Linked DNA regions of Mus musculus: all the other regions are linked to region 1. A link is a contact called in public promoter capture Hi-C data. All regions are on one chromosome and are shown on one strand. The core of a region is the stretch at or near the end of the contact, and the rest is flanking DNA. Distances in the headings are between cores, read along the strand shown. Region 1 holds the start of Tlr5 (toll-like receptor 5). Region 2 holds the start of Mtarc1 (mitochondrial amidoxime reducing component 1). Region 3 holds the start of Hlx (H2.0-like homeobox).

Evidence for each region. Promoter capture Hi-C pulls out the DNA fragments that hold promoters and counts their contacts. Capture Hi-C pulls out chosen DNA fragments and counts their contacts.
Region 2: a contact with region 1 is called in a promoter capture Hi-C map of embryonic stem cells, with 41 times the contacts expected there. The contact joins the promoter of Mtarc1 here to the promoter of Tlr5 in region 1. A contact is called at or near these places in 1 of 39 promoter capture datasets (embryonic stem cells) and 3 of 115 datasets of contacts at active chromatin or transcription factors (embryonic stem cells and pancreatic cancer cells).
Region 3: a promoter capture Hi-C map of pancreatic islet shows a contact between it and region 1. The contact joins the promoter of Hlx here to the promoter of Tlr5 in region 1. A contact is called at or near these places in 1 of 115 datasets of contacts at active chromatin or transcription factors (embryonic stem cells) and 3 of 9 other capture datasets (embryonic stem cells, liver and pancreatic islet).

Annotation. Positions count from the first base shown.
Region 1 is chr1:182,952,827-182,956,659 of GRCm38.p6, reverse strand. It overlaps Tlr5 (toll-like receptor 5), which reads right to left and starts at 1,872. Exons shown (of 4, transcript NM_016928.3): 1 at 1,778-1,872.
Region 2 is chr1:184,809,328-184,813,160 of GRCm38.p6, reverse strand. Mtarc1 (mitochondrial amidoxime reducing component 1) reads left to right here and starts at 1,861. Exons shown (of 7, transcript NM_001290273.1): 1 at 1,861-2,315. The coding sequence starts at 2,032. It overlaps Mtarc2 (mitochondrial amidoxime reducing component 2), which reads left to right. Exons shown (of 8, transcript NM_133684.4): 8 at 1-95.
Region 3 is chr1:184,730,247-184,734,079 of GRCm38.p6, reverse strand. It overlaps Hlx (H2.0-like homeobox), which reads left to right and starts at 1,587. Exons shown (of 4, transcript NM_008250.2): 1 at 1,587-2,521; 2 at 3,210-3,389. The coding sequence starts at 1,939.

The sequences.
Region 1 (3,833 bases), core at 623-3,122:
GAGTTATCAGACACCGCTATATGGTTTTGCCTTGACTTCGTTCTAATTGTCTCACAGGTGTGGGGTTTTATCTTCCCAGCTACACCTGGACAGTTCAGAACCGTGGGAGCCATGCTCCAACCTTGTCTTTGTCCCACAGAGCTGAGGACATCATAGGCTGTGGCTCACAGCTCAGAAAACTATGGTACCAGGGCGGGGAGGCCCCAACGCCTGGAAGGTCTGTCACCACATTCTTTTCCACAAACTGAAGAAGAAGCAAACACGTCAGGGGACAGGAATTTGGCAGGGCAGGAACTCTTGCTCCATAGGACTAAAAGCAAGGGAGGGCAGACACAATAACTGCTTCCAATCCTCAGCAGAGCTACAAAGCTGAAGAAGCCGCCACCAGGAGTTATCCAAGAACCCTTTGTGTTAGAGACATCGCCCCAGGAGAGGGCTTTCCTCCTCAGACAAAGCTAAGACCCGACGAGATTAGCTTTGCAGTCACACAGTGGAATCAGAAAGGTTTGAGCAGCAAAGGATAGAAGAGAGTGAACCTGGGCCATCAATTAGGATGGAAGTGTCTTCCAGGATGTCCATCAAGCCCATATGAATGAACTAAGTCATCCTGATTACTATAATAGGGACTCTTCTTGTACCGCCCCATCATTAACGTTGGCCTGGACCCCTCGTCGGGGGCACCCCAAGAATCCTACCACAATGTGAAAGGCTAAGCATTTAGCATAGCAGAACCCAGGGTTCCCTCCTGACTGCATAGCATGCTGGATGTTCCTCACGATTGGTTTCTGCCCCCAAAGAATAAGGTGAACAGAGTCAAGATCTACACACCTTGAACAAACTATTCAGAGTTGTGTCCTCTGAGGAAAGGCAGAGGAAAGAGACCAAGCCACATGTGTGTGACAGTGGCAGGTCAGCATCCACACCCCCTTCCAGGTACGGGACAGGAGGAATGCATTGTTCATGTGCTTGAGGGGGTTAACCCTCAATAACACTTCATAAAAGGCCCTGCGGTTAAGCTGCAGGCCCATGCCGCACAGCGCTAGACTGCCGTGTTCCAGACACTAGCTAATTACAAGGCTAGCCCACCAATGGGAGAAAGCAATCCCCATGCATTCCCATTCCTCAAGGTCTCAGCAGCCTTCCTGGGGAGACTTTCTCTCTCCCAAGACAACCAACCACCCCACTTCAGGAAACAACCACTATTCCAGCCGTGGTGGTTTACGGAGCAGAGCCATGACTGTAATGGCTGTAATTGCCAAAGGCTGATGGAGTTCTTTCTTCACAGCCTCGGGGCCAGCTGCCCTACTTCTCCCTGCCCCGGAGGGTGTCCAAGGACTTCACTGACTGCAGTGTCTTTTTAAGGTGTCCATAGCTCAATTGATGGTGACTGTCGACTTCCTCTTTCCAAGGAAGACAGCAAGAGAACGGACTCCGCGCGCGTTAAATACCTGTCTCTTCCAGAGGGTGGGGCCAAAGGTGAAAGCCAGAAGAGAGAACTAGGGAACCTTGTCCCAAAGCCAGCATGCAAGTGACTTGTCAATCCTAGAATTGTCCCGCTGGGCACTCTGCTTACTCTCAGCTCGCTGGGCCGAGGGACCCCAGTTTCCGTGGCACTGAGTGGCAGAGAGCACAGGCAGGAAAGAGAGTTGAAAGGGTTCAGGACGAAGCCAGGAGGAAGAGAGAGGGGCGGGGGCACTAACGTGTCCAGCAACGTCCCGGGCCCCTTCCGGTCTCAGGGAACCCCCTGCTGGACCCCTTGCAACTACAAGGCTCTCACCTCCCAAGCGGGATTCCCACAACACAGGCTCCAGGACTGACCTCACTCGGCTCCAGGCACCAAAGCTGCCGCTGGGCTCGGGAAAGCAGGAGAGCGGGGAGGAGAGGGAAACACCGCCCGCTGCTGGAGCCCCGCCCACAACTCTTGATCAGGCTTTCTCTGTGGACCATGCTTGTCTTTTCTGAGTTCTGGGCAAAGTACCTCAGCCTAGGTACCTCTCTGCTTTCTTGCCAGGGAGGAGACCTCTATCTCTGCTGCAATGACCTTGTAACTGAGGTAGGAAAGAAAGTAGAGCTGGGGCAGACGGTAGGTATTGGCTATCATGGAGCCCAGCACAGGAGGCAGAGGGCCTGTTGTGATTTTTGTAGCTACCCCTAACTGTCCATCGAGATAACATAGGCCTGCACTGACCCAGGGAAGGCGGCCTAGATCCTATCCTGATGCACTGTACACACGGCCAGCGCAGCAAGTCCTGATCGGGGCAGTTACTTCTGTTCTTGCCTGTGCTCTTTGATCTGTGCCAAATCTTGAAGATATGATGCTGAGGGGTGAAGCTGGCTGTCATTTTGCCCTCTACTACTTGGCTACGCCTTCTATTTTAACTATTGAAGGTGTGTGTGTGTGTGTGTGTGTGTGTGTGTGTGTGTGTGTGTGTACACGCCCACACATGCACATCATTCATCAGGAGCTGTCTATCTTGTTTATTGAGTTATTGAGACAGGATCTCCCACTGGCCTGGAACTCACCAAAAATGCTAAGCTGGTTAACAAGCCCCAGGGATACTGGATGCTCTACCTCCCCAGCACTGGGGTTACAGGCAGGTACCATCACCATGCCTGTGGACTTTACTTGTGTGTTAGGGATTGAACTCTGGTCCTCATGCTTCCACAAGCACTATACCCCCTGCCCCATACTAAATATCTGAAGGTCAGATTTGGATCAGCAAAGGCTACTGCCTGTGACTGAAGGCCAGGGAAGGAAGTTGTGATTTCCCTCAGAGAACGCAAGAGCTTTCCGGCCTGTGAGCCCTTCTGGCTTCACTTCCCTTTTCCTTCCCACCCTCCACCTGCTCCTAGGAGGAGGGGGCGGGGTGTTGTGGGGTTGAGAGTTGATCTGCTTTCTGGAAAGGGACATGCTGAAGGAAAGAAAAGTCAGGAGCCTGCTGCTGCAGGAGTGTTAAAAGGAAGGGATTTGTATAGGAAGGTGGCGAAGTCAGTCGCTTTCTGGGGGTGAAACCCAGTTCAAGGACAGAAGTGTCACAGTCTGCAGTAAGACTGGGGTCGCATGGAGGTTGGGCAAAAGCTGACAGCTGCCTCTTGCAGCTGGGGTGTAATCCCAGGTTGATTCACACTCTCCAGCGTGGCCTGACAGCTAGGTGATATGATCAAGCAGGGCAGGAGAGATAGGTTAAAACAAAGCCCAGCACTTAATTACCAAGGAAGATCTCATTATACAGTCTTCTCAGCTCCCTCCTCGGCTGGCAGCTTGAAGCCCATGTGACAAGTTGCCTCAAGTGGCTCTCGAAAGCTGAGTGCAGAGGGATGGAACTGCAACCCTGCCTACCTGCTCTGCAGCTGGGAGGAGGAGGCTTGTAAGCCCAGGAGGTAGGGCCTTCCTATAATGTGGGTGGGACTGAGAACAATGCCAGGGAGGGCTGGGTGCCATTTACTGCCTTCCTAAAACCAGAGGGGATTTATCCCAGGAGTGCTAGGAATATGGAAAGGGACCGCCTAAGGCCCCACCCTAATTGACACCTGATGTGGGATAATTATTCTGGTTATTGGGCTCCAGGACTCATTGTCAGAATGAAATGCAGTAGCTGGAGTGTTCTTTCTTCATGGTTTTGCCTTGGCCAATAGCTCCCCATCCTTTCTCACATCACATCTTCAAAAGGAACGCACCTAACACTTCTAGATAGTCTCCAATTTATGGTGGTTCTCTTTGTGAATCTATATCTCTCTATGTGTGTGTGTGTATATATATGTGTGTGTGTGTATATGTGTGTGTGTATATGTATGCATATATATATGTATATATATACACACATATACATATA
Region 2 (3,833 bases), core at 612-3,111, 1.9 Mb before region 1:
GCAGTAACAGTACAAACACTAAGTTAACATGGAGCCGAGTTAGCTCTCTTACAGCTGTGTGGTTCCATTGTCATTAATAAGTGCGAGTCTCTCCTACTTCCTCTGTGACTTTTGCTTCTTACTCATTTTACAAGATCACCACGTGTCTTCCCTGGGTTCTAAGCCTTAATTGGTCACTGGTGTGTACAGGGCACTTCTCAACCTGTGGGTCACGATCCTTCCACAGGGGCCACATATCAGATATCCTGCCTATCAGGTATTTACGATACGATTCCTAACAGTAGCACTATTACAGGTATGAAGTAGCAGTGAAAAGAATTTTATGGTTGGGGGTCGCCACCACATGAGGAGCCGTATTAGGAAGGTTGAGAACGGCTGGTCTAAGGCATATAGCTGATGATGTCAAAAGACATATCATCCATGGGGGACAGCTGTTGCTCCTTCCGTCTTCTCCTTCGCTGGGTCCTGGGCCCTTGGCTTCCAGCAGGCTGTGAGGTAAATGTGGGATATGAAGCTGTATCCTGAGTCAATTTTACCTGACAAGCCAAGGGAAGGAAGCAGATGGTCAGGAAGGGGCCAGCCCTCAGGAGACTTCCTTCCTCCCCAGCTAGGCTACACCTCATCATTTACTTCAGCCTCCCCAGATAGCGCCACCAGCCGGGGGGACATGCAAGCTAGAGGGTGACATTTCATGCCCAAACCCAGGGAAGTGAGTCGCCCAGCTAGCTGAGGCCAGTGTGTGCTAGCGTTCTGCTTGCTTCTCCCACTCTCCACACAGTGGCCTCTCTACAGGGCACCTCTACAGGGCGTCCAACTCAGCCGGCAGCACATTGCCTGGCCTCGGCTGGCCTCCATGATACCTCATTCTTGCATTTCCACGTGAACATCGAGTTTTGGGGACTGCCCCCTCTGCTTTAGGATGCTGCCCATCAGCAGAACTATTCTGGTCAAAGTGTGATCCTACCCATCAGACCCTCCCGTGTTTCAGGCGGTCTGAGGCTTTGTCAGAACTCTGTGGAATCTCCCTCTGGGAGGCAGGCTCTCCCTCCGATTGATTGATGGCTCCCAGCCATCTCCTTCTCTCACCTTGAGACTTGGGATGGGGTGAAGTCGGGGGAGTCCCAGTTTCTTGGTCCACTGTTTCAAGAGTCTGTTGGCTAGAGGGAAGGGCACAAGCTTCTCTTCAGAGAAATCTTTATTCCTGCAGCCAGGTTCATCCCCGCACTGCCCCTTGGCTGTAAAATCCCCAGCCCTTGTTTCAGTACAAAGTCCAGTCTCTCTGCCTTAACTTAGTAGAGAAAATGCTCTGGTTAGAACAGTCTTGAATAAATATGACATTTTAGCAGCTTGACACACCAAACAGGTGCCTAAGGCGCCCAAGGTACCTTGATGGTCTTGTCTTTGTTGTTCAAGATGCGGTAGCCTTCGGAAGAGATACCTGGCAGTGCAAGTCCACATTAGGACGCAGGGAAAAGAGGGGCGTGTGGGTGGGGGGTGCGGGGGGCGGGTGTCTACGAATAGCTGCAGCCCAGGATTGGCCCTGTAGATCCTCAAGGCTGGTCAGATCTTTTCCCTTCATATCCCAGCTGGTTGGAAGCACCCTGGCTGCTGCCAAACTGCTCCCCACAGACCCCAGAGGGGCGGCTGCCCGCAGCCTGGTTTCTAATTTCAAAATCACGCCACGTTCTGCAAACGTTGTGTGTTTTAGGTCAAATAAACAACTCTGCAAACATGTAAATAAGCTGCTCTGCACTGATTGATCCTGGGAGAGGGTCAGCGAGGGAGGGAAGGGGAGGGAGGGAGGGAGGGACCGAAGGGGGGGAAGGCAGCGGAAAGTAGGGGCAGGCGGTGAGATTCCACAGCTGAGCCACCACCTCCCGCCCAGGCCGAATGAAGATGCACAATTTGGATTGGAGGGGAAGGGTCAGGAGCTGCTGACCTTTGGGCTCAGGCCCAGGCCGCTGGCCACAGTAGCTCTTGGTCCAGTCGGCGCCGGAGGTGTATCAAGCGCTCATCCCGCCCTCTCCAGTCATGGGTGCGGGGTCCTGGGCGCTGACCCTCTTCGGCTTCTCCGCGTTTCGGGTCCCGGGCCAGCCGCGGTCCACCTGGCTCGGCGTCGCCGCGCTGGGACTGGCCGCGGTGGCCCTGGGGACAGTGGCCTGGCGTCGTGCGCGTCCCCGGCGACGCCGGCGGCTACAGCAAGTGGGAACGGTGGCACAGCTCTGGATCTACCCAATCAAGTCCTGCAAGGGGTTGTCGGTGAGCGAGGCAGAGTGCACTGCCATGGGGCTGCGCTATGGCCACCTGCGCGACAGGTACGCTGAGCACCGAGCATCACCACGCTGACCTAGGCTGTGTGGGTGTGGGGAGGTCAGCGGGGTCCGCTCGCCGGTCCCTTCTTACTCAGACTAGAGACCGGAGGCTGGGAAAGGGGTGGTGAGAAACGGAAAAAATGAACTTCACCCTCCGCCAGCCAACTCGGGGGACCTGGAACTCTGAAGTTCCCGGGTTTCACGCTTCCTGGAGTTGGACATCTCTCTATCCATCCTCTCGTGGCTATTTCAAATCTTGTGGTGTTAGACGAGGCATTTCTCACGCCGGCCAATCCGCAAGAAGAAACTTCAATCTCCCTCCACCCAGGGACCCTGAAGGGACTGGTCCTTGGTTACTTTACTCTCAGTGATAGTCTTAAATTTAGAAAAACTAAGACAATAGATCCTGGATCCTAGGCACGGCTCATCCCTGTTAGTGCAGTAGTTGAGCATGCATGACAGCTTAAGAAAATAAGCTGTGAGTGTTATTTCCCCAAGGCTCTTGTCAGATAAAGGTTCTGCACTGGGTGGGGGGGGGGGCAACCTGGGATTTGTAAACAGCGACTAAGAGTCCAGCTGAGGAGTGACCCCTGTCGCCGGGACTTCAGCGAAGGTTCAGCAGCTCTGCTCTCTTCAGGTCTGGTCTCCCACCAGCTCTGGGCATCACTGGAAGGCTGCGTATCAGGATCCTCAGGCCTCTCCTTCAGCAGAGGACACAGGCTAACAGAGGCTGCGACCTCCCCGTCTCAGCTCTCTAAAGCTAACACAAGCCATTCGCCTCAGATCAGGCCGGTCCAGTGGACATGCTGACCGACTGGTTCAGGAAGAAGAAATGGAGATTTTTGCTCCAAAGCCCTTCTTGTCTCATAGCTGATTTACGGGTGGCTTTTACATAAGGTTGATGGGCAGTTACAGATGAGTGGGTTCCTCGGTTCAGTGTGGACCTTGTAATGTGAGACTGCTCTCCGCCCGCCCCAACCCCCCCCCTCTCCCCATCACCTGTGTTTTGCAATTCTTCATATCTCAAGAACCAAAGATCATTAGAGGCTGACTCTCCTTCACTAGAAAATACACCAATGGTCCTTTCACTGAGACACAGCAGTTCTGGACAAAGTTCAAAGGTCAGCTGCTCACCTCTGCTCCAGGCAGTCAGGAACCCTAACTATTCCCTGTTTTGAGCAGTGGGATCCCACATACACTAGCTTCTTGTCTATAGATCGATTCTGTCAGCCTCAGAGGCAAAGGGCATTGCCATTTTATTACCGTATTGATTCAGAAAACATGTTCTGAATTGCACCACAGCTGTGGTGTCAAATTCTTCACTTTCGTCACAAGCTCTCAGGGAACATAAGCAATAAACAAATAAATAACAACAAATGCAAACAGCCAAACATACAATGAGGGGGACAGTGACAAGTGACAGAGAAGAGAGAGGAAGGGTCCGGGAGGCTGCCTAGGGGGTACTCAGGGAAAAATTAGAAGAAAAAAAAAGTCAATTGCTTGCACTGAAAACTAGAAAAC
Region 3 (3,833 bases), core at 338-2,837, 1.8 Mb before region 1:
ATAGTTAGTACCCCTGTCCCTGATACTGGGACATCATAGCCTGTGATTGATTAGCCATCGATTGCTTTCGAGGAAAAAGGCGTCCGCTAATGATGACAATACCGGCGACCAAGGACACGAAGCTGTTAGACATTAATCCAAGAGCTCACGCCAATCCTGAGCTGATAGTAGCCTGGCAGTTCCCTCACGGCTTCCAGTTTTTGGTATCTTATTGCTGAGGGGAAATAAGCCTGCCTTGGAATATCATTCCGGAGACACTTACTTGGACAATCGAAAACAAAAGATTTGGTGGTTTCGTTATTGTCATTATTTTATTTTCTTCCTGAAATGTGCAACAACCGTTCATCTAGGTGGCCTGTGGTCTGTTTGGGAGAGGGGCGGGGAAATCCACTCTGACTATAATTTAAAAGAGAACGAATTCTTAAAATAGAGATGTTGATGCGACAGAAAATTCCCAGTGCACCTAGGCTGAGTTCTAAAGACCCTAGCAAGAATGGAAGGCGCTGGCTGTGGAGGCTCGGACAGTGCCTCCCTCCAACAGGCCAAAGCGGATCCTGGAAAAACTGCAGCCGAATTAAAAGTAGGTATTTAATCTCAAAGGCAACCGCTCCCTGGCACTTGCAAAACATAGGACCTCACGTGACCAGGGGATGTGGTGGCCGCGGAGGGTAGCACTTCCTACAAGGTGCAGAGAGGGGACACGCGTGCCGCTCTTCTGGGGCTGCACTCCTTGTTGGTTCCGAGGCTCAGGGTAAAAGTTTGGCTGTTTCTAAGGGAGACGTTTGGAGCCATCTATCTTATTTTTGTTTGAAAAGTCACTCTTTCAAGTTGTCACTGGAATGACAGCTCCGAATAAAACTAATTTGTGGTCTGCCCTCCTCCTGGCTTCTTGGAGCAGCTCTGGTGAGCTGAGAAACCAGCGGATTACAGTAGACTTGGGTCGGGATTCTGGGCTGTAGGGGCGCTGAGAGGATGGGGCCTTTACCTAGGACTTGTGATAAAAGCACCTGGGTAAAAGCAGAGAGAAGGAAAGTCGCATGAGAGCGGAATACGGAAGGGACAGCCTGCGGACCGCCAGCGTGGTCTGCTGGGGTGGAGGTTGGGGGTGTACTACAGCAGAGTACGGGAGCCTCAGTGATCCCCCTCCTCCGCAGCTCCAGGAAAATTCCGGAGACCGGCTCCGAGGCTCTGCCGCTGGCGGGTCCCCGAGCTGCAGGGGACAGAGGAGAGCCAGAGGCCCGAGGAGTCTCGACCCCCAAGCGGCTCCCAGAGACGCTCAGTACTCAGCTTAGCCCACGCTGCCGCAGAAAACACTTTGGCGTGGCCAGGGCGTGGCCGAGCTCGGCCACGCCCCCCTCTTTCCCAATTCCCCTCCACTCCGGAGTCCCATTGGTCACGAAGACGTCCAATGAGCGCACGGATCAAGGTCCTACCCGGGGTCTGACTCGAAAGCTCCTGCCAAAACTTTGGGAGTTTTTAGAGAGGAGTTTTTTTTTTTTTTTTAATTTTTTTCCTTTTTTTTTTTTTTTTTTTTTTTTAAACTAACGGATCATTATTGTTGTTTTAAATTTAGCTCTTAGGGCTTAGCTGTTTGGGTTTTTCTTTCGGTGTCGGGTCCCTGTCTCCCCGGCTTCTGCGGAGTAGCAGAGCGAGGCCGCGCTCGCCTTGTCGCCCCAGCGCCTGGCGATCGCCTCCATCCACCCGGCGGGGAGCGCGCCCGCCGCGCCGCCTTTCAAGCCAAGCCAGGGGCCCAGGCCGTGGCGGGCGGCGATCGGGCCCTCGCCTCGTCCCTCGGTGGCGCTAGGGCTCCCCGGTTGGCCCTCCGCTTCAGGGCGGGCGAAGAACCGAAAGCAGCTCGGGCTCGGCTGGGACACCGCCTCTGCCCGAGCGCCCACCCACTTCCCCACTCACCCAGGACCCCGCCGGGATCCTGCCAGGATGTTCGCAGCCGGCCTGGCTCCCTTCTATGCTTCCAACTTTAGTCTCTGGTCAGCCGCCTACTGCTCCTCGGCGGGCCCGGGCGGCTGCTCCTTCGCCCTGGACCCAGCCGCTGTCAAGAAACCCTCTTTCTGCATCGCGGACATCCTGCACGCCGGCGTCGGGGAGCCGGGGCCCGCTGCAGAGGGACTGGTGGGGGCCTCGGCAGCCCTCACCGCACACTTGGGCTCCGTGCACCCGCACGCCTCCTTCCAAGCTGCCGCCAGATCCCCGCTCCGTCCCACCCCGGTGGTGGCGCCCTCAGAAGTCCCGGCTGGCTTCCCTCAGCGGCTGTCTCCGCTCTCTGCCGCCTTCCACCAGCATCTCCCGCAGCAATCACCAACGCAGCAACAGCAACCGCAGCAGCAGCCCCCGCCTCCACCCCGGGCGGTCTCCCTGCAGCCACCGACTTCGGGGACGCGGGTGGTCCCCCACCATAGCGGCTCCGCCCCTGCCCCCTCCAGCAAAGACCTCAAATTTGGTATCGATCGAATTTTGTCTGCGGAATTTGACCCAAAAGTTAAGGAAGGCAACACTCTGAGAGGTACGTATCGCTGGAAGGCCTCAGGCCTCACCACCACCCATGAGGGGCCTGATGTCAGGAGGATTTGGGGTGCGTTTATTTTTAAGGACAGAACGGTAGAATGAGGGCGAAGAAAACGAAATGAAGGAAAACTTAGTGACATGTAAAAGTCAGCTATCCCATGTTTAAAAACATATCTTCGTGTTGCTTAAACAGCATAGAAACGGATGACCATACTCTGGTTGCTGCAAAGTTTTGCAAAAGTGTGTATTATCCATCTTTTGAATGAAATATCTGCAGAACGACCTAGATCTTTCTGACAAGGAAATCTCAGCGTGGGGACACTTTGCATTTATTTGATTTCCAGTATTTCTTAAGAATTGCGGGGAAGCAAACCGGCCAGTCTAAGCTCCTGAAGGAAGGCGGGGGGGGGGGGGGGCTGAAGGGTGTAAATTAGGGGTTTGTAGAATTTCTGGAAGGCGTCCGAAATGACCACTTTAGCAACATTTTATGACAAGCCTTTCCTTATTATGGGGTGTACCGGCCATGCCTGACACACACTCTGGGGCAATTCAGGCCCCACTCTTCCGTAGCTGTTGGAGAAAGGGTCCATTTTGAGTTTAGTAGGTTCAAAGGGGGAGAAGGGAAAGGAGGAACAAATCTGCCCACAGTATGAGTTTGTGACCGACTCTTCTTTCCCCCTACCCAGATCTCACATCGCTGCTAACCGGTGGGCGGCCTGCAGGGGTGCATCTAGCTGGCCTGCAGCCTTCAGCGGGACAGTTCTTCGCATCTCTAGATCCCATTAGCGAGGCGTCTGCCATCCTCAGCCCCTTAAGCTCCAACCCAAGAAATTCTGTTCAGCATCAATTCCAAGACACATTTCCAGGTAGAAAAATTCAGCCAGTGCCGCAAAGGCCAGCGGTAGTGTGGAAAGTTGGGGTAGGAGCCTCCTAAGTCCTATGAGAGAAACTGAATATTCTTTTTAGTGGGACATTTGGAGAAGACCATGCTAGGGGAGCTAAGATAGTGTGTATATGGGTCTGGGTCACTGTCCCTATTCTTTTCGCCCAGAGAGGGTGGTTTGAAAATGAAGTATTCAAAGGTGAGGGTTACACTTGTGCACAAGCAGGAGCGTGAGACACACACACACACACACACACACACACACACACACACACACACACACACACAGAGTTTTGCTTGACTGGTTATATCTTCTCTGAAAGACAAATCTAGGGGAACATAGGGTTATCACGGGCAGGCCATTCAGACTCCAGGGACAATTCCAACTGTTTTAGCGTGTCTGGCGCTTTTGGGTTTGGTTTATGCA